Linked DNA regions of Mus musculus: region 2 is linked to region 1. The links are chromatin contacts, called in public promoter capture Hi-C maps. All regions are on one chromosome and are shown on one strand. The core of a region is the stretch at or near the end of the contact, and the rest is flanking DNA. Distances in the headings are between cores, read along the strand shown.

Region 1 (5,514 bases), core at 991-3,490:
CTACATGCACGTTCTACCCCGGAGGGTGTGTCAATGTGCAACCACTGTAAAAGAGCCAAGTATAAATACATTTTAGATGTATGTTCAGCTTTAGATCTATGCAATTGCAGAAAGAGCTTAGGTGCTGAAGTTAAAAGAATTCTAAACTGAAACAAGACACTTGTTCTTACTAGCTCCGAGACCTAGAGCAGTCAGTTAAAAGTTAACATTTTACTTATCTATCTGATGGGAGGACATTACTTACAAGGCCTTCATGTGCTTTAAATAAGTATATAAAACACTGAGCATAGTGTTTTATATACTTATTTAAATATAATATTAGTAAGTGCTCTATAAATGACCACCATGGGAGATACACTGTGATACTAAAGGAAGTTTAGTGGGTGATGCACAATACATATTTTTTTATCAGAAGGATGGAACTCTGTGAAACTCTAGATTGAAGATGAATCAAAACTAAATATCTTGAGATTTCATGCCCCTGGTAGCAGACAGCATGCTGAGAATATGTAAAATGGTCGTTTTACTCCTTAATACACACACACACACACACACACACACACCTCTAAAATTTCTAAGATTATATAAAAAAATGTCCACTTTGTATAGGATAAAATGACCAAAATAAATTCTTGAAAAATTCTCTAAGTTTGGGCAAAAGGTGTGTGTTACTCTGTTTTTGTAAAAATGCATTTTTAAAGTACAAATCCAATCCCCTGAATGTACATATCTCCTCACACTCAGGAAATATCGGGATTTGAGCCTTTGGATATGTTGAACATTTTTTTAACTTCGTTAAATGGTTACCAGCATTACTTGGAACAGCAGCAGCACACCAGTCATAAGAATAACCGCCAACGTAATGGCAAGCACATAACTGAATTTTGCAGGCCTCCCATCAACTTGTATAAATGTTGTAGGCCATGTTTCTAGATTGCTTTTAGGTTTTAGCACTGGATGACAATACAGCAAACCGTGAAAGGGAAGTTAGCAATTTCTCAAAGGCTTAAGCACCTAGTTTGGCCTCCAGTCTGTACTACCTAAACTAAGCTAACAACACAAAATTCCAAGTGACACCTTGCGTCCCCTGAGGAAGTAGGAAACGCCGTGAAACAGACAAGAAGCACGGAGTACGGCAGTAATTTCTGTGTCAACTTGAATTCCTATTGTAAAGTAGCTGGGTCTATCCAAAATGTTCCTGTTCGTTATGAATGCAAGTTTCAAATGAGTGTATTTGCCACGGACAATCACTGAATAACACAGAGCATGACCAATACCTGCAAACAGTGTCTTTCAGCAGAATGAAACTTGCAGCCTCGGTTTACCTACTCACTATGCACTTGTAGGTGCCTCTTCTCCCTTAAATAAGCAGTGAACTTTGGCTACAGAGACTCCTCGCTGTGCTTCCTATATATACCCTAGAAATGCATAATGCAGAAGTCAGCGCTTAACAGTTCTCAACTTTAGCTGTTATAACGCGAGCAGTGGACGCCAAGCATCCGCCCACTGTCCTCTCGTGACTCCGGCTACTTTGACGCACCGGGATGCGGCTCACCTGACACTCTGCAGCAACCCTGACCAAGGAGGAAAAAGAAAAGAAAGGAAGAAAGAAAGAAAAGAAAAGTCAACTAAGCCAAAATAAAATAGGTCCCCAAGGCAACGCGCACCCAGCCCAGATGCCCCTAAGGAAAGCCCGGAACCCGGTCGCCACCAGCGATAGGCGGAGGCCGTCACCTGCCAAGCGAGGCCGCGGCAAGGGGCCCGGGCTTCCCGGCCTCTGAGAGGAGCGGCCCGCCCGCCCCGCGGCGGAGGCAGGAACCCCGGGGCCGGAGGTTTCCGCCCGGCACGGCCGTCCTCGGCCGGGGCCTAGGGCGGGGGCCGCACGCGCTTCCGAGGACTGAACCCGGCGGTGCGCGGCGCGCAGCCCCCTCTGCCCGGCCCGTGGAACCCCGGGGGCGGCGGCGGCCGCACCTGCCCCGCGCCCCTCGGCCGCGCCGACGGGCGGCTTCACCCACCTGGCGCCTCGCGCACGTCCCGGCGCGACCCCGCGCGCTCCTCGACACCGGCGCGTGGGCGCGGCCAAGCTCCGGGAAGACCCTGCCGTGCCGCGGCCGCCGCCGCCGGGTCAGTCGTCAGGCCGGCCGCAGCGAACCTGTTGCGCAGCCTGTCACGGCTGCTGGGCTCTCAGCCGGCGCCGCCTCAGCCCCACAACAACATGGCGGCCGCGGCCTCCGCAGGAAGCCGGGGGGCGGGGAGGCGAGCGACGGGCGGGCAGTGACGGCCCGCCCGCCTAGCCGCGGGACACCTACTCCTCACCGTGGGGAGCGTGACACTGCGTGGCGCTCCTCCTCGCCCCCGGAACCGTGGAAGGCGTGGGCCGAAATGCTTCTCCTCCCGCCAGGTCCCGAAGCTCCGCGGCTGACAGCCCTTCCAGGAGCTGCCAAGACCCCCCACCTGGCTCCTCCTCTTCGAGGTGACTTGCCGGGGACTGGGTGGGACATTTCCTGCCACAGGACCCTAAGGTTTTGGAAAGGGCCAAGAGATGTCCAGGACATCCCCGTTGGACCACACATGGAGCTTGCTGTCTCTCAAGCTGGAACCTTCTTATTCACTGAAGGTCTCTTCGTTAACATGTGAGCAAGCCTTTCCTGAGAATGGGGAAGTTAGAGGTGCAAAGGAGTTGCCTCCACCTTTGCTGCAGATCCTTCTCAAGGACTCTCCTTAAAGGATTTTACCACACCCAAGAGTTAGCTGTCCATTCACCATCACACACACACACACACACACAGAGAGAGAGAGAGAGAGAGAGAAAGAGAGAGAGACAGAGACACAGAGACAGAGACAGAGACAGAGACTGAGAAAAAGCATCCCTCTGTTCACACACAAGAGCAAGCTCATGACAGACAGGAAGACCGTCCCGGACTTTTCTGCTTGCAGAAGCTAAACATCCTTACCCATCTAATAGGAGAAACTCATACTTAGAACTTATTTCTATTCTGTGGTTTCCTCACTCAAATCACCATTCTTTATCTGCTGTTTGACAGAGGCAACAGCACCCCCTGGACAAAAAAAAAGCTTTCTTAAGGTTGAGGATGAGGAAATGATGGTCCCTAATGGGCAAAATGGGAGTGTAAGGTTTCCATGGAAGGAAGTGTACTGAGATGCAAAACTCATAACGTAAACTGGTGCGTGCCTGTAACCCCTGCACACAGAGAACGAGTCGCATCAGTCTGACTGCTGAGAAGGATTGTGAATTTGAGGTCAGTCTAGGCTATATAAAAATTGTTTTTTAAAAATCCCATAAATAAATGGATGTTTTCAAACATTAGTATCCCTATGATTTCAATTGAAATGTGAGAGATATGTGTAGATCAGATGACCCCAGGCTTCACTGACCCCTGTTGGGGCTGATGCAGATAGAAAGTCTGACTTGAAAGAGATTGCGGAGATGCTCAGGGCCAACTGAACTGGACAACCAACTCTTAGGAGGAATTTAGCAAACATTGATGGTGATAAACAGGGTTTTCTTGCTCTCACGGTGTTTTCTTAACTCTTCAATTAGCCCTTGGCTTGCATTTTGGTGTTCGGGACTTGGTAACATTCACCTTGCCTTCTTTCTGTTGAGGTTGCTGGATCCTTGAGAGGAGGGCGGTGGGACGCAGGTGCATTTAAAGGCCTCCCTTGAAGAAACTGCAGAGCTATCAGAAATTGGAGTTCTGTATGTCTGCCTGCAGTATCCCAAACACTAAGTCAACAACTTGGGATTTTTTTTGTTTGGTTTTAGGGTTTTTTTTTGGGGGGGGGGGATGGTCTCTCTGTATAGCCTTGGCTGTCTTAGAACTCTCTTTGTAGACCAGGCTGGCCTCAGAGTCACAGTGATCTGCCTGCCTTTGTCTCCCAAGTGCTGATAATTCCAGTTTCTATTCAGAACTTGAGATCAATCTATCCTGTCACAATGTAGAGTATGAGGGCCTCCTCTAGCCTAGCTTCTCTTATACATACATATGCGATTCTGGAATAAATCTGGACTTACTTAGTGGATATAAGTAATGAGGGAAGAAAAGAAATGAAGGATTCTCAGATTGCTGGGCAGGCCTTGCTAACAGTAGTTCTTTCTGTTCAGCAAGCTAAATGGAATTTTGGAGGCTGGCAAACACAGAAGCAACCCAAGAAATGTTCTTGCTGCCTTTAGATCTTTCTTTCCCTACTTATGCAAAAACAGTCCTTTTTGTCGTTTTTGATTTTTGTTTTTAGGCTTGCAAAACCCTTCTTCTCTCCTTGTGTCTTCTTTAGCCAAATACCAGAGCACTCAGTGTCCAGCAAAAACTTCAGCACCTGAAATAGTCAGTCATTTCTCTCCACCCAGAATTCTCGTCATCCTCAGTCTTTAGGAATTTATGATTCAGGTAGGTGATGTAGCAACCCTCCCAGTTCATTCCTCCATTCATGGGCTGGTCTTGAAACTCTACCTGTGAATTCCCTCAGAATTTCCCAGATCTGACTGTCATTTGTTTACCTCTAGCATGGACTGTAGATGAATAACAAGCCCTACCTAATTCAGAGACGTTCTGTCAATTCCCTAAAAGATTAGTAGTTGGTGTAGCGTGAAAAGCTTAGGGAGCAGGGAAGTAAACTATGCATATCATATTTCTCCCTTTCTGCCAAATCTAGGATAGGCTCTTAGGCCATTACTATAAACCAAGGTTTTACCATGGGGACCCCTAACCACAAGCTCTTTTCCTTTCATGCTCCTTCCAGCCTTATAGATCCTGTTTTTAAAGACCCCATTCTTCATCCAAAAACCTCCCAGCCTGTCTTCAAAAGAAGACTATGATGGTAAGGACAGGCTAGAATAGACAGAAGGAAAATATGCAGATTTCAACCATAGTGTAAGGTAAATATTATATAGGAAACTGTGTGAACCAGGGGCTTGTCTTTTACATAAGACCTTTACCACTAATAGACTGCCTATGGCAATGCTATGTATAACCTTAGTTTTAAATAAATAATTTATAAGGAAATTAAGAGGCTATGGCCAACAGAAACCATACTGATTTGTCCAGATATTTGTTACTTCTGGTATTCTTCATTCTTTCCTAAGGACCAGAGTTTCCATTTATAATTCCCTTTAAGTAACTTTCTTTAGTGTTTAAAGCTATAGTGCAGGTCTATTTGCTACAAATTTTTATATTTTATATGAAAACGTAGATGTTACTTGCTTTCATATTTGCATGTAGATTTACATCCATGGATGTAAAAGAATGGGTTGAAATAAATGAGGTGGCTCAGTGAATAAAAGCACCCACTGCCACTCCTGATGACTTGAGTTTGCTCTCTGGGTCTCGAGGATGGAAGGAGAAAATCAACCTGCAAGTTCTCCTGTAACTCCCACCTCTACAGCCCTGTGCCCTGTATAATAACAAGTACATGCTAAATAAAATGTAAAACTCTAAGCTGCCACTCCCCTCCTTCTCACTGAATATTTAACTGTTTGGTATCCTCATTAAATATGTG
Region 2 (5,514 bases), core at 1,225-3,724, 150 kb before region 1:
CCACTCAGCCCCACCCTGACCCCCATCCCTGATTTTCTTGTAGACAGGATACATTTTGGGTGAAAAGTTTTGTGGGTGGGTTGGTACCCCTATCACTCTACTGGGGTTCCTATCTGGCTACAGGAGGTGTCCTCTTCAGGTTCCACATCCCCAGTGTAGTGAGTCACAGCTAAGGTCATCCCCATTGATTCTTGGGTGCCTTCCTTATTCCAAGTCTCTCTCTGGTCCTAGAAATGCCCCCCATCTCTCCAACTCTGTCAGTTGCAGATTTCCATTCATTCTTATGGCCAACTGGCCATCTCTCCTGAGCCAGGGTCTTGTGATTTTACTCTTCCTAGCTTGGAACTTGCTGTATAGACCAGTGTGACCTCAGATCCACAGAGTTGTGGCTGCTTCTACCTATGGAGTACTAGGATTAAAGGAAGACCACACACACATGCACACGCACATGTTCTTGATCTTTTTGTAAATCATGTAACTTACTTTCACACATTTAAAGCATAGCAGTTCTCAAAAGATTCTAAGACAAGTATATTGTATTAATACTCAGCTATAGTTAGCAACATTTAGCTTTTAACTTAATGTCCCAGAGGAACAATGAAGTTGGAAGGTGAATTAGTCCAGAGGTCAGAGAAGTTACTAGCTTGGGCATCAGTACTTGAGTCATCCTGATATCATGTTATTTGAAGCCATAGGATAATCTGAGAATGAGTGTCAAGAAGGTCTGAGGGCTAGGTTCTGTGAGAGGAGTTAGCTCTGGCCAGAGTGGCTTTAAGGACTAGCTCTCCTTAGCCAAGGGACACTCTGGTCCTGTAAGCACTTTATCCCTATGGCACTCTCAACTCTTTTTCTTTTGTCACTTTTCAAAGGTTTTGACAGCCACATATCCTGATTCTTGATCTGTGCAAGGGCACTGAAGATGGATGCTTTAGAGGAAGTTACCTGCTGGGAGGAATCCTTTTGAGAGGGACAAAGGAAGACACTTAACCATTCTGTTCTGATCTTCAATAAACTCTCAATTGTTAGTTCAGTGTCTGTGATGATTAAGAAATGACAGCACCTTTCCCCAGAAGTTTATTTTCCTCTGAAGTTAAAAAGCATCACCAAAGGATCCATAGAAATGGTGACTTTACTGGATGCCTGTCTCAATTCATTTGGTTTGTGACTAAATTCTTTCTGCTCAGGTACCACTGAAATTGAGTCTTAAGATAGTGTCTCATTCCATATACGTTATCTGCCTTATTCCCCTGAACAGTTATCCAGTCTCTTAAAATCTTTCCTTCAATCTACACATGGTTCCAGGTAAAAACTCAATAAATGTTTAAAAAAAATATTGTGAGAAATTTCAGAAAAATGTATACAAATGGAGATAATTGTTTAAGAAACCTGCATTCAGTTTCAATAATGAAAACATGGTCTGTCTTGCTTTACCTATTGCTACACAGTTCTCAACCACAACAAAATGTAGAAGCAGCTCTTAGATATGTTTCCAAAGATTGTCTTTCCAGATGGTAGACAGTAGCCTCCTTTTTCTTTCCCTGTCCTTGGATGGGAATAGCAATTCCAAATACTTCACAAATAGTTCCTTTGAAAGAGCCTCTTCCTGGTTGTATATGACTGTAACCCCTCCAACCCCCTGGAGGCTGATGCAGGATTCCAAGTTGCAGGCCAGCCTCTGAGTACATAGGCTTAAGATGAAATATGAAAGGTTGTGGACAGTCAGCTATTGAATGGATCACAGGGCCCCCAATGGAGGAGCTAGAGAAAGCACCCAAGGAACTAAAGGGAACTGCAACCCTATAGGTGGAACAACAATATGAACTAACCAGTACCCCGGAGCTCTTGTCTCTAGCTGCATATGTATCAAAAGATGGCCTAGTCAGCCATCACTGGAAAGAGAGGCCCATTGGACTTGCAAACTTTATATGCCCTAGTACAGGGGAACGCCAGGGCCAAAAAGGGGGAGTGAGTGGGTAGGGGAGTGGGGGTGTGGGTATGGGGGACTTTTGGGATAGCACTGGAAATGTAAATGAGGAAAATACCTAATTAAAAAAATTATTCTCAGTGGAAAAAAAAAAGGTTGTGGACAACTACCACACAGAATGTCATACTGTTACATTGTATATGTATGTATGTATGTATGTATGTGTGTATATATATATATATATATATATATATATATATATATATATATATTCCATATTTAATATTTGTCAGGTGTTACGATTTGCTATCACAACTTACATTAAATACATTTTTATTTACAATTTTAAAGTTATTTTTAATATCAGTAACTACTAATAAACTTCAACCAGGGACTCTGACATCCCACACTCCTACAAATTGAGGGGAAACGCCTCTGAAAGGCAAGGAGAGAGGCTAAGTTTAAAGAAAGTGTTCTAGTTTCCTGTGGATACGCCATTCTCCTTTCCAGGGACGTTGGTGTCGCAGGCCAGCTAGACCGCGTGGCCTTGCTTCCTACACTTACTGACTGAGGCTGAGGTACCACCCACCGGAACTGGCTGAGGTAGTGCGCAGTGTGCCCAGGGCAGCAACCAGCCACTGGAGAGTAGGCCAGCCCCGAGGCAACCTGGGAGGCCTGTGGGTCTGAGGTGACCAGTGACCCGCACGGGAGCGTCCATTTGTTGGGAGGGGAGCCTGTGTCCTGCGGTGACCAGCGAACAGCGTGGCTTGTGGGCCTGAGGTGATCAGTGACCCGCACGGGAGCGTCCATCTGTTGGGAGGGGAGCCTGTGTCCTGTGGGCCTGAAGTAACCAGTCAGCAGTGCAGGATTAGCCATCTGAGGGGAGGCCTGTGGGATCTCCAGTGCAGGAGCTTCCATCTGAGGCCTAAGGTAGTCTCCCTTACCCACTCAACAACCCAGGAACATCCTTCTGACGGGAGGCCTGCAGCCCCGAGGCAGCCACCTCTCCCTGATGAGAGACATCACCCATCACCCTCAGCCTTGGGCTATGCAACCAGTAATGCTATCTCCTTCTGTCCCAGGACAGCGAGGGAGGGGGCTCTAGGACACAAGAAAGGAGGATGTCTAAACCTAGTTCGAAGTCTCTAAGGCCATGCTTTTTCCACATTGACACACTAAGTCTCCTCAGTTTTTCTTGCTCAGGGATTCTACTACTTATGGCTGACACAAAAACTTCCAAGTGTGATGAACATTTCAGTGTGGAGAAACTAAAGGAATGGCCAGAGCCGGAGTCTGTTTCTTTAATGGAGGTAACATAACACAGCATTTTTTTCTTTCTCCTGCCTGCCTGCCTTTTTCATAAGAAGCAAGCTAATTTTACCTGGAGCCAAGTGATAGTTCCTATTGTGGATACACTGTCAAGATTGATATGGGGTTTCTCGGGTGAAAGTACTTCAAGGCCTCTTGATTTTCTTTTCTTTCTTTTTTATGTTTTTAAAAGAACTATTTATATATCTTATATATACTGTAGCTGTATGTTGTACATTGTAGCTGTCTTCAGACACAACAGAAGAGGACATCGGACCCCATTACAGATGGTTGTGAGCCACCATGTGATTGCTGGGAATTGAACTCAGGACCTCTGGAAGAGCAGTCACTGAGCCATCTCTCCAGCCCTTGATTTTCTTTTTGAGGCATCTTTCAATGGGACACAAAATTCCTTGAGTTTAGGACCAATTTGGCGTCAATTACGTGTATATTTCTAGTATTTTATGACCTAGATTAGGTATGTAGAAGGATCCAGTGAGTGGAAATGCCTGGGTACACATTTGACCAAAAGCCATTCTGAAGGACAGGATGGCTGCCAGGTAGGTAACCTAGGTAGGTAAATGTGACAGCCCAGAGCTTGCCATTCCATGTCTGATAAGGATTTGTTCATAAAGCTTTAGTTTTAGGATTTTATGGTTTGCCTCATTGTAAGGAAGGCTCTTGAGAATTTTTCTTGTCCCCTTTGCCATAGTGACAATAAGAATTGTGAAATACGAGTTTAATATTTTTGCATTTGTGAACAGGGGATTTCATTGAGGCGGCTATGAATCATTAACATGTCTATATTTTCTGAAAAAAGTTCAAAGAATGGCTTATCAATGACAGACAATCTAGATCTCTTTTTACAAATTAAGTTATATTTCTCTGTGTGTGTGTATACAGAAGGCAAACACACAGGGTCAGGAAGTCAGAGGACAATTTTCAGGAGTGGGTTTTCTCCGACCATGAGTGTCCCAGGGATTGAACCCAGGGGTCAGGAATGGTGGCAAGCATCTTTACTGGTTAACCCATCTTGACCGCCTCTTATGGCCTCCTCCTCCTTTTCCTTCTCCTCCTCCTCCTCATTATCACTATTATTATTTATAGTAGACCTGGCTGGTCTGGAATTTGCTATGTATACTAGGCTAGCCTGGAACTTTTGGAGATCCTTCCTGGCTCTGCCTCCAAAGTGGCAGGAGTAAAGGTATGTGCCATCCTACCTAGCTAACTTCTTTTTCATAAAAAGTTGTTGAGCAAGAGTGTATCTTTGTTCATTTACTAATAATCTTACTAAGAAGTCTAAAATATGTGATAAGTATACCAGTGATACCTACCAACGTGTATGTCTACTTCTCTAAATAGTGATTATTCTGTGTTTACTGTATAGTATCAGGGGAACATTTTGTCTTACATACTTTTTTCATTGTATTTTAAGATAATTCTGACCAGGCTTTAAAGTAAAATTGTACATATCCTAGAACTTACATTGGAGAAGATCTGATGAGCTGATCAGATAGCACTTTGGATTTCATGTGAGCTTACGTTACGGGTGGAAAAATGCAACTCTCCTTTTGAGACATCTCCTATCTACAGATGTGGTGCCTGAGGTTAGGATTTAGTTGGTCTTGATGCATCCAGTGTGGTAGACCAGAAGGATGAGCCACAACTGAATAACAAAATTCTAAGAAATTCTAAGAGTTTTCACGAGGGGTCGTTATTTTAGGCAACAGTGTTTGCGTTGTTCCTCTTCAGTCATTTCAGGAGAAAGGCTGCTGAGCCGTTCACAGCAATGCTGTTGAGAAGCACCATAGTGAGGGTTTGGTGCATTGCTGGTCTCACACTCACAATGAACACAGGAAGCCCCTGCCCAGCTCAGAGGCGCAGGCCAGTTTCACCGACTTGAGTTTTCTGAGTTTCGCTGTTAGTTTTTTGAGACAGGGTCTCATGTAACCCAGGCTGGCCTCTAACACCACCATACCTATTTTGTGTCATTTTAGGGATTGAACTAAGAGCCTTCTAAAAGGCTTCATGTCTCCCAGGCAAGCATTCCACCAGCTGAAGCACATCCCCAACCGTTGAGGTTTTGTTGTATGAAGAGACCTAGCAGAAGGCAAATCTTCAAGGGGCTCTTATTGAAAAGAGAGCTCATTTTATATAAAAATGATTAGTAACCTTCTTGGGATTTTTAGTTTTATTTTGAATTATGTGCTGAATGTGCACTGTAGTGCAGGGGCCTCCAGAGGCCAGAGGTATTGGATTCCGTGGAGCTGGGTTGCAGGCAG

The links. Capture Hi-C pulls out chosen DNA fragments and counts their contacts.
Region 2: a contact with region 1 is called in a promoter capture Hi-C map of liver. The contact joins the promoter of Fam228a here to the promoter of Itsn2 in region 1. A contact is called at or near these places in 16 of 39 promoter capture datasets (the HPC-7 cell line, HPC-7-derived erythroid cells, Sertoli cells and 12 more), 8 of 484 Hi-C or Micro-C datasets (the G1E-ER4 cell line, embryonic stem cells and fetal liver), 4 of 115 datasets of contacts at active chromatin or transcription factors (the 230-238 cell line, the HPC-7 cell line, embryonic stem cells and 1 more) and 4 of 9 other capture datasets (adipose tissue, embryonic stem cells, liver and 1 more).

What each region holds. Positions count from the first base shown.
Region 1 is chr12:4,589,734-4,595,247 of GRCm38.p6, reverse strand. It overlaps Itsn2 (intersectin 2), which reads right to left and starts at 2,240. Exons shown (of 40, transcript NM_001198968.2): 1 at 2,016-2,240. It overlaps Gm3625 (predicted gene 3625), which reads left to right and starts at 1,517. Exons shown (of 1, transcript NR_169069.1): 1 at 1,517-5,453.
Region 2 is chr12:4,735,399-4,740,912 of GRCm38.p6, reverse strand. It overlaps Fam228a (family with sequence similarity 228, member A), which reads left to right and starts at 2,474. Exons shown (of 8, transcript NM_029107.3): 1 at 2,474-2,704; 2 at 3,128-3,234. The coding sequence starts at 3,142. It also overlaps a transcript of Fam228b not described here.